Linked DNA regions of Mus musculus: region 2 is linked to region 1. The links are chromatin contacts, called in public Micro-C maps. All regions are on one chromosome and are shown on one strand. The core of a region is the stretch at or near the end of the contact, and the rest is flanking DNA. Distances in the headings are between cores, read along the strand shown.

Region 1 (4,904 bases), core at 723-3,222:
AGCAGTGATCTGGCCATCCTGGGGGCTGTGGTTTTCCAGGAACCTCGAAGCTTGTAATTTACAATAAGCCAAGAGAGTGAGTATGCATGGAGCATCTGCAAGTGGGTCCATCTGTATAGTACAAGGAATGGCTGTAAAATTGGGGACAGAGACACCAGGAACGACCCCAGGGATAGGTCAGGATATGTCAATCGTGAGCCTTAGTTTCCCTCTTTAAGTAAAAATGGGGATAGCAGAACTGATTTCAAAGGATGGTGAAAGAAAATCATCCGCAGTGGTCCGTGATGCCTTGTAGGGACTTTGTAAGCAGCTGGCTGCTTTCTAGATTCACATCTGGAAGTCCTTTGATGGCAGGGGTCTCAGGTGGACTGCTGGTGTGTCTTTCTACCTTATTTGTATCTCTCCTTGTTCTGCTTGCATCCCAGTGCAGAGTCCAATTGGGAAAACAAAGGCCCTAGAGTGTGTACCCAGAGCCATTGAATGTTGCAAGGTCTCTGGCTCCAAAGGTGGGAGAACCCCACATAGATGCCCCCACTAGAACGACAGAGATGATTAGATGATGCAGTGAAGGACTCAAGAATGGACATGGAACTCATAAATGGCAAAGCCCCTAAAGGATGGGGCTCAGACCGTTATCTCCATAGAGAAGCAACAAGAAGGAACTGGAATTTGGTTCTTTGGTCCTTCTTACCTTGCCTAGTAAGTCTAAAGTTAGAACCCGATTCATTACAAAAAGAAAAGAGGAGGCAGCGAGGAGGAGAAAAAGGAGGGGCGCGAATATAGGAAGCCTTTCTAACCTTTGAAGTCCCCAAGCCCAGATCTTTCCCACCTTTCTTACATGAGTGGCCAGTGGCCGGCTCTTGCTACTGCCATGCCTACCTCTGAGCGCTTTGAGTGCCAGACTTGCTCAGCAGGCTCTAGGTGGGAGGCCTCCGCTTATCCCGGGAGCCCGCAAGTCTATAGAAGGCCAGCAGGGGGAGACATTAGCACGTGGGTACGTCCGCTGGGACCTGAGAAAAGCGAGTAGGTCAGACCGGGAGGGTCTGAGCTATGGGATTGAGCCAAATTATAAGCAAAGAGACAAGGAGGGGCGGAGAGAATGGGCCAGTGCTGGGAGACAAAGACCCAGATGGTGAGGCCGAGGCCGGGAAAGGCTGGAGTCCGGAATCTCAGGGCCCAGATGCCTGCTTTTGCTCTTTCAAAAGGCTTCTCTTCTGCTCCTTTCTCCCCTGTCCTAGAGCTTTCTGTACAGTTTGTGACCTCTCGTCCCTACTTGCCTGCTCCTGGCCCTTTCGTATGCCTTCAGACAGGACTGACTAAATCTGTGTGCCTGGAGTTTGGGGTGGAGGGTCTCAAAGGGCTCGCTCTCGAAGATGAAAATTTTAAAGGCTTGGTTCACTAGATGCAAATAAATTCCTCCTCCCCTTTGGACACAATACTTTTTCTGAGTCTCCACTGCCCATAGCTCTAACCTCTAATAGTCTAATAGACTCTTGTCGTGGTCAATGCAAAAAAGGAGTGCATTACGAGGACAGGAAGACGGGGTCCAACAGAGTGTAGGTAGTGACTGGACTGGGAGCAGGCAGGCTGACAGAAGTGGGCACCGAGTGGGATTCTGGGGCTGGTACGCGAGTATGCGCATGTGGGGTGTGTTTGTGTGTATAAAAAGAACACAAGGACGGTGCTTTCTGGAGGTACTTGGGACAGGGTTTGTCTGCTCTAGGTCAGTGGGCCGGGTGCTGACCGGGTGTGCATGAGAGCAGGCCAGCAGCTTTTGGGAAGCGCCAACTTCCCTAGAACTCCCTGGGAACCAGACTAAGCGGGACAGAGGCATAACCGCAAGAGCCGCACATTCAGATTCGTGCCATCGAGAGAGCAGCGTCCTTATGAGCTCCCCGAAGCCCCACCCCTTCCTGCTCTGTGGGCGTGGTATGGGGCAAGGACCCCGTCACAGAGCTTTCTATTGGTTCGAAGGAGCAGGGTTGGCCTTGTGCTCGCCTGAGCAGGAGAGTAGAAAGCTCAGCGGCAGCGGAGGGAGTCTATGCGCGCTGGACAGCAGTGGGGGGTGTGTGTGATTCGCACTGACTGCAGACACTCGGGCTCAATCGCCGGGGATTAAGGACTTGGCGACCGGGCTGCCGGGCTACCCGGCCGAGGCTTCAGAGGTGCAAATCGACGGGACTGATTTGCTCGGCAGGGCCGTACTAGCCTTTTAAGTATACTGAGAAGGGCCGGTGCTAAAGTAGAAGCTGTCGTGGGACGCGCCGGCGCGGAGTCCCACTGTGGCCCGGAGGAACGGAGTCCGTGTTAGGGGGACCCAGTCGGGAGCCTGGGGACCGAGCTCGCATTGTTGGGAGACAACCCGCCTCTTCTTCCCAGAGGCGTCAATCCCAGGACGGTCGAGGCGTCGGGGCAGCCACTGAGCGCTCTTCAGGGAGACCCGATCGGGGAGAGGACTTGCAGTCTCAAACAATCTGGGAGAGCCGAGCGGAATCCGGCGGGATCACTCGGGGGCGGCGAGCCCCCGTCGCGCCTCGTGCGGCGGAGAGGCCAGGGAAGAAAGTCCTCGGAGGCCGCAGCCCATGCGCGGGTTGGGGACGCCTGCCCAGTGAGTCCTCCTGGCCAGCCGGGCGAAGGAGAGCGACCCCGAGGCCAGCGGGAGGGGAGTGCTTCAAGGCCGGCGGCTGCGGAGGATGGGCGCCTGAGTGGCTCCGAGCGCTGCGCGGCACGGGCAGGCGAGGCGAGCTTTGCTGAGGAGGCGCTAGGGGATCCTGAAGTGCATTCTGCCCCGGGGAAAATGGCCCGGCCTGGGCAGCGTTGGCTCAGCAAGTGGCTTGTGGCTATGGTCGTGCTGACGCTGTGCCGGCTTGCCACGCCGTTGGCCAAGAACCTGGAGCCCGTGTCCTGGAGCTCTCTTAACCCTAAGTGAGTAACTTATCTACTCTGGTCCCTGGGGGTGGGAGGCACTTCTTCGGGGTGAGGTCGTGCACCCCCAAGTGCGTGGGGGGGGTTGTCCGTAGGAGGTGCGGCGCCCTATTTTATATCTGGCCTTTTCTAGTGTTTTCTTGCGGGCAGTCGGGGTAGGGTGCGGAAGGGTGGGGTGGGGGCACTTAGCTGCGTTTCGATCCTTCGGTTTGGCCCTACTCTCAAGTCCGGATCGCGTCTGTTGGTCACACCAGGCAGATATAGAATGTCTGGGCGCTCCAGAGCGCACCCGAGAGCTGGGTGGGGGCGAGTAAGCAGCCCACTCCAGGGCCTCTGGGAACGTGGTGGTTTTCACTCACAGCCACTCCAGGGGTGAGATCGACCTGAGCAAGGGACCAGGCCAGAACACAGGTTCCTCATTTGCTTAGGTGTCAGGGCGGCTCAGGACCTAGCGCCCCGGGGCGAGTGGCAGCATCTGTATATCTTCTCCAGCTTCTCCCATTTTCATTTGTCTTTCTTCCCTGTCTGTTTGCCTCCCTGTCTTTCTCTTTGCCGTCTCTTCTTGCACACTCCCCCCCCCCCCCCATTTCTCTCTGCCGGGGAGGTAGAAAGGCGGGCGCTGCTTCCAGGCTCACAAAGGCGGCGGGTGGAGAAGGGCGGAGTGGAAGAGGGTTTGTTTGAGAAGGGGGTTCGATCCAGTGCCCGTCGGGGGTCCAGTTGAGCTAGGCACCAGAGCTTCTAGAGCTATCAGGGCTGAGAATGGTAGTGGAGCCAGCGAGGGAGGTGGGTGGGGAACGTGTGATTCCTGTCCAGGCAGGTCCAACCCCCCCCCCCCCAAGGACTGGAGAGCCATGCTTAGATTTCTCCTATGGTTGGGGGTAGTGATATAAAGGAGGCCCTTTTCTTTCTTCTCCTTCTCCTTCCTAACTCTGCCCCCTCCCATCTCTAAACAACACACACCTTTCAGGGCGGTGGCTCAGTGGTTTCTGGGCTGTTGGTGGGGAGTAGCTTAGGCTGTTGTGACCTCTGGACCTTTTTCTCTTTTGGCATCTAGGACTCACCGTGGAACTCAGGGTTGTAATCTCTCTTCTCATTTTCTGGCAGTCCAGTTGTGGACAACACAGTTAGTGGAAACCTGGGAGGGGGAGGGGGAGGCGCTTGACCTGTTCCCAGATTCCTGTTTCTGGAATTTCCTCCTGTCCACTCTTGTGGGCTCTCTGCTAACTTCCTAGGTTCTTGCCTGCCTTAGCCCCTCGAGTCCCAGGGATGAAAGTGAGAGAAGAGGTCTTCTTGTTTTCTCCTTGGGTTAAGGTAGGATCCCATTACTGATCCTTGGCTAAAGTAGGGTCAGGATAGAGGTTTTTGCCTCTGTACAAGGAAAGGGGCTGACTGGCCAGGATTTCTACCTTACTCAGAAGCCTGTTTGGTCACCGTGCCTTCACTGCTGGGGCTCAAATGGTTTGGGGGAACCCTCTAGACTGTTAAGCCCATGGGAAGAGCTTGTGAAGTGCCCAGTTCTTCGATGTAAGGGTGAAGGCTGGAAGTGCTCTTTAGCTAGGGGACTTGCAATCCCCCTAGGGTAGCCTGTCCCAGGAGCTCATGGGAGTGACCTAATTGCTCTCTTGGGTCTAGATACCGTGCAGCTCCGCAGCTGGAGAAGAGCCCTCCTGCAGAGTTGAGGTTGCTGGGAGAAACAGGATCCCTGGGAGCGCCCCTCTTTATGTGTTCTCTGCCTTTAGAGTCACAGAGCAGTTTCCAAGCTTGAGGGCTGTGTCCCCTCTGCTCTCTATCCAGTCCACGTCAAGCTGAGGACAGGTGTCCTGGGGATTTGGAGAGGACTGACTTTGGACTCAAGTAGAACCTGCCTAGATTCTATCCCATAATTGAGCAGATTCTGGGAACAGTTTAGACTGATCCTGGTGGTTCCCAGACCCCATTTCACCGATGCTCAGGGGTCTGGAATGCAGTCTATGTCTGTG
Region 2 (4,904 bases), core at 1,328-3,827, 110 kb after region 1:
CATACAGTAGCATTGCTCTATTCTCACTAAAGTCCAAACAGAAAAGGATTAGGGAGTCTATGGCCAATCTCATACCAGCCAAGAAGTGCTGGGCTGGTTAGCCCTTGGGTGGAAGAAAACTAGTAGGGAATCCAGGATCAAGAATGGTGCTACTGGACATTTAAGTGGGTAGGCTGTGCAAAGTCTGCTCCTTGAGCAGGGTCAAATCAAGAGATGGTCATGCTGTTTGTTCTGCATGGCACGAGGAGGAGCAGTTGCTGGAGGCTTATTCTTTGGTCCACCACACAAGGAAAGGATGTGAACATTTCCTGAAGCAGGGGTTCTATGCTCAAGCAGAGGCAAGAAGATAGGCAGACACGCCAGCACAGGGAAGAGGCAGGCAGTGTGGTGGTTCAGAGAAATGCTGGAGTTCTTGCCTAGATTCCTTGTGGTTCTGAGTGGGAGGTGACCCAGGATGTGGGCCTCTGTGGCGCTGCCTCCAGCCCGGCATCTGCCAAAAGGCCGCCCTTCAGGGACATTTCTTCCATCCCCCAGGCAGGCTGCGGTGAGAAGGAGGGGAGAGGAGGGAGAGCAGGAGGGGACACTGCTCTCAATTCCCCCAGAGGAATCTGGTTTCTCCCACAAATGATCAGAGCGCTTTCCTTCCCCCCTTCCCCGACGCTCATTTCAGTGCCATGATTTCTGAGCTATGTCAGGGGCATGTTTCCTTTAGCAAGTGGATGGGTATCAAAGCGGCTGGTCATACGGCAAGAGAAAGGGCTAACAGATCTTCCTCAAATAACGTGGGCATTGGAAGCAGAAACAGGGTCAACTCTTAACTTATATTCACTGTGTGAATTCAGAACTAGTGATATCATTTTCTGAACTTCCATGTCCCCTTCAGGACAATGAGTCTATTACACTGAGCTTTATAAGGACTTGGAAAAACAACACAGAGCGGGCATCCATTGCAGTGCCTGGCACTTAGTACATGTTAAAGAAGCACCCATCTCTTTCCTCAATCCCTACCCCTTTCAGAAGACAGTTGACATGGCCTAATGCCCTGAGTGGTCTTCCACCAAGGTCCAAACCTTTCGTCTCCTTATGTCATCTGAGAGCTAATAAACATACAGACACAGAAGAAAAGAAAAGAAAAATCCACATTTTAGCACCAAATAGTCCTGGCAACCCTTCCAGTCTCAGTACTGGATCTGGAGTCTGTGGTGGAATTGCTGGTGTGACTGTGGTAATTGTTTTAGCTCTCTGGGCCTCAGTTTCCTCACCGGGATGTAGGGATAATAGTGTCTTCTCTGCTCGCCTTGCAGGATTGTTGTGGGACTCAAATGAGCTCATGCTTCAGGAAGTACCAAGGGCCGGCTCTGTGTGGGTGGTATGAACTCAGTCCTGGAGGGAGGAGGAGAGCAAGAGGTTTGGGCCTTGGAGACTGGGTTGGCTCCCGACTCAGAGGGTCTGCCTCCTGGGGCATAGCAACACCAAAGCATTCAGGGATGGCTGGGGACATAAAACTGAAGCCTGGCTCTAAGGTTTCCACATGTTCAGCGTGGGTGGAGAGGGATGGGGAAGTTCACTTAGGTCCCTTTACATGAGCCACACGTAAATACATCAATTATGAGCTTTGAGTCAACTGCCTGGGGACTGCTTGAACAAGATGGCAACCCCTACAGGGCAGGGGCCTCCCTTTCATCTTCCCACATTTTGGTCCTACTGAGGTCAGAAGTTGAGTTGACCAGTATCTGAAGTTGGGAATCCTGCCCTGCCTGCCACAGGAAGCTATGGGCCATGGCTGTCTTGGTAACCTGAAGGCAGAGGTGGGGTTTTTGCTGAGTTGGGAATCTTGACAGCAACAAGTGTGTAAGGTCCCCCTTTGTTTGCAGGATGTGAACAACCCAGTTAGTAGGTTTTTCTGACATACGCTCTCCTTTCTTGTTTTCCCATCTGTTGCAGTTGTAGAGCTTGCTGTGACCAGAGTCCCTAAAAGAAGGAAGGACTTTTGTTTGTTTCTTTCTTTCTTTGGATCCTGGTTCCAAAAGGTACAGCCTATCATGGCCTGGAAGGCAATGGTGGTGGAAGTGGTCCCATCTGTGGCACCAGGAGCCCGTGGCAGCAGCTCCTCATAGCAAGCAGAGCCAAAAGCAGAAAAGACAGACTTGCTGTGCCCAGTTATCTGTTTCCACCAGCTAGGCTCCACCTCCTAAAGGCTCCACAGCCTTGTTCCAAGTGTTCCAGCCTGTAGGTGATGTTTGGAGTTTGAACCATGGCACTCTCCGGTGGTTTAGTCCACAACCATGGTATACCATAAGTTCTTACAGTGATCTTCCTCCTGACCAGATTCTAATTATCCACCCTCACATCTGGGCCGCTAGGCTCAGGACTCAGCCTCCGCCCCTGACCTTGTACTCATCTTTCAAGTCTGCATTCCCAGTCCTTGTCCTATGCCTGTCTCCAGAGTTGGCTCTCTCTGCCTCCCTTCCCAATCCCTGCCTGTCATTTCCTGAGGGAAGAGCCTGGACGAGCCTCAAGATCCCCCTCACAGCCTTTCTTTCCCCTCCACCCTACTTCCTGTCTTTCCACCACAGCCTCTCTTCTTACCTCATGACTCAGCTTCTATCTCAGGCCCCTGCTGCCGAGGCATTCCTGAGTCCCCCTCCCAGCCACCAGCCGCCTGAACTCTGGACGCCCCCTCACCCCAACAAGTCAGCTTGGGCCCTGCCTGGCCCCCACCCACTAAGCTCAGTCACATCAGCCCCTCCCTGTGGGGTGTCCCACAGCAGCCAGCTGCTGCCTGCAGTTCATTGGTGGGGACCACATACCAGCCACCCCTGGAGCCGAGTTCAAACGTGGACCTCCTAGCATGTGTTTGATCAGCTGAGGCCAAATCCACAGCCTTCTAGGAAATGGCGACTACTAGCTCAGCAGTTCTCTGGAGCCAGCTAGGGACATATGGCCAAATAGCCAAGCTATAAAGCGAGGCAATCTCTCTGTCTGTCTTTCTGTCTCTTCTCTCCATCTGTCTCTGTCTCTGTCTCTCTGGCTGTGTGCATGCATGTGTGCTTCTGTGTGTGTGTGTGTGTGTGTGTGTGTGTGTGTGTGTGTGCATATTTGTCTGTGTGTGTGCGTGTATCTGTCTGTCTAAGGGTGTGTGTGTATGTGTGTGTGTGTCCATGTCTGTGCATATATAGGACTACAGAGGGGCAAGGCAGGGAACGATGCATGTGTTGTATATCTGTTAGGAACTGCTGATGTGACCACAGCTTTTGTCGGGCTGTTGCAGTGCTCCAAGAGTGTAGAACACTTATGCTAGGTGTTACGTAGCAGAGGGTTGACATCATCACGCAGTGTAGTACACTACTGTGGGAGTAGCATTGCTATGGTATGTGTGTGTAGGAGGTGAGTGTTAGTGGTCTGAGATCTGATGTTATGTCCTCTGTGGTAGAAGTGCTCTGGTAGAGACATGATGCAAGTGTGACAGAGGTGTGCTCATGGATTCTAGTGTCACAGCTCTGGTGTGTGGTGAAGGGACACTATGAGCCACTCGGTATATATGTCTGTTGGAAGACTGTGGCCTATATGGCTCAAAATCCGTGAATCCCCAGGTCTTTTCCTAGTGCTTTTTAGCTCAAATGCTGCATTTTCCAATTTCAGGTGAACTGGAACGAGGTTCCCACCCCACCCTTAGCCTGCAGGTCCTCCGTTCTTGTGCTTCAATCCGAGCTATTGGCTCACCAGGATAGGAAGGCAAGGACAGGCACCCGAAGAGGAGAAATATAGGAGAGGGGAGAAAAAGGGGGAGGTTGACTCAGACGAAGAAGGGAGTGTTGAGCAGGAGGAGAAGGGAGGAGAGAAGCTGAGCCAATTGCTGGCTTCCTTGGGCCTGCGGATCCACTTTTCCAGGTGGTGGAGTTGCAGTACGTACAAGTGAGACCAGAAAGGCCAGGCTCAGTGGGGCATGGGAGGCTTCAGACTGAGGAAGCAGGAAGCGCATGCAGAGTACCAAAGCTGATGCCCGCTCAGAGCTGCCTCTAGGTTTCTAACACGAGCACTTTCCATTTAATTTCTTGGTGGCCTATGCTCAAGCCCAGGGTATTAGCTTTGAATGATTCCTTTACCCTAAATTCAATCAACTTGGCAGACACACCCTTGGCAAACAGTCCTCATGCCTGGACTTGGCTTGGCATGTGCCAAGACCTGGGAGTCAGTCCATTCACAGGCCAGCGGCCACATTCCTGTTCTCCTGTGTGTGTCCGTGTCTCAGCTCCACCCTCCATCTGTCACTAATATGGGACTGGCCTTTAGGCATCCTTTACAGACACATCCAATGGTTAGCCCCCAACTCTCTTTGCACCCCCATACTTACCTATGATCCCAAGGAGCTCTTGGCATGACACGTATCCATACAAAACACTCTTGTCCTGTACAAAGTCATAGGGAACTTCTGCACTAGAGGAGCTAGCAGTAGGGCAGCAGAGCACCCAAAGTACTCCATCCTATAGCAAGTGGCAAGCACAGTATTTAGTCTGGAAAGGTGGGGGCATGTTTTAGACAATACAGAAAGGAATCTAAGCGGGATGCTGGAGGTGAGGTGGGACGCAGAATTACCCAAGTGTGGTCGGGCCTCTCAGAGGAAGCAATATCTGAGCAAAGACTTTAAGGATGCAAGGAGGTGGACTTACCACTGTCTAGGGAAGTGTGTTCAGGGCAGAGAAACAGCCAATTCAAAGGCTAGGGGACAGGAGGAAGCCTGGTGAGACTTGAGAGTAAGCCTCTGACCAATTCCAAGGCAGAAAAGGCCTTAAGCTGTTGCATGGAGCCCTTTATGCTCAAGCTGTAGCTCTAGATCCTCCTCAGCCTCCAAATCCAACCAGCAGCATCTTCCTTCACCAGTTCCCTTCATTCCTTGGGGCGCA

The links. Hi-C and Micro-C count contacts between places; a contact is called where the count stands out from the background.
Region 2: a contact with region 1 is called in a Micro-C map of muscle stem cells, with 7 times the contacts expected there. The contact joins the enhancer-like site here to the promoter of Efnb1 in region 1. A contact is called at or near these places in 10 of 39 promoter capture datasets (the 3T3-L1 cell line, HPC-7-derived erythroid cells, embryonic stem cells and 4 more), 7 of 484 Hi-C or Micro-C datasets (MC3T3-E1-derived osteoblasts, brain, embryonic fibroblasts and 2 more), 5 of 115 datasets of contacts at active chromatin or transcription factors (embryonic hindbrain, embryonic limb bud, embryonic stem cells and 1 more) and 2 of 9 other capture datasets (liver and pancreatic islet).

What each region holds. Positions count from the first base shown.
Region 1 is chrX:99,134,089-99,138,992 of GRCm38.p6, forward strand. It overlaps Efnb1 (ephrin B1), which reads left to right and starts at 1,973. Exons shown (of 5, transcript NM_010110.5): 1 at 1,973-2,925. The coding sequence starts at 2,798.
Region 2 is chrX:99,239,289-99,244,192 of GRCm38.p6, forward strand. No RefSeq gene overlaps it. Among named protein-coding and RNA genes, the nearest start is that of Gm46674, 43 kb to the left of the region's middle. Within about 2 kb of position 2,578, at least 30 of the 459 cell types and tissues checked have an H3K27ac peak or open chromatin away from gene starts, as enhancers often do. A contact at or near this core is called in muscle stem cells, where this site is marked.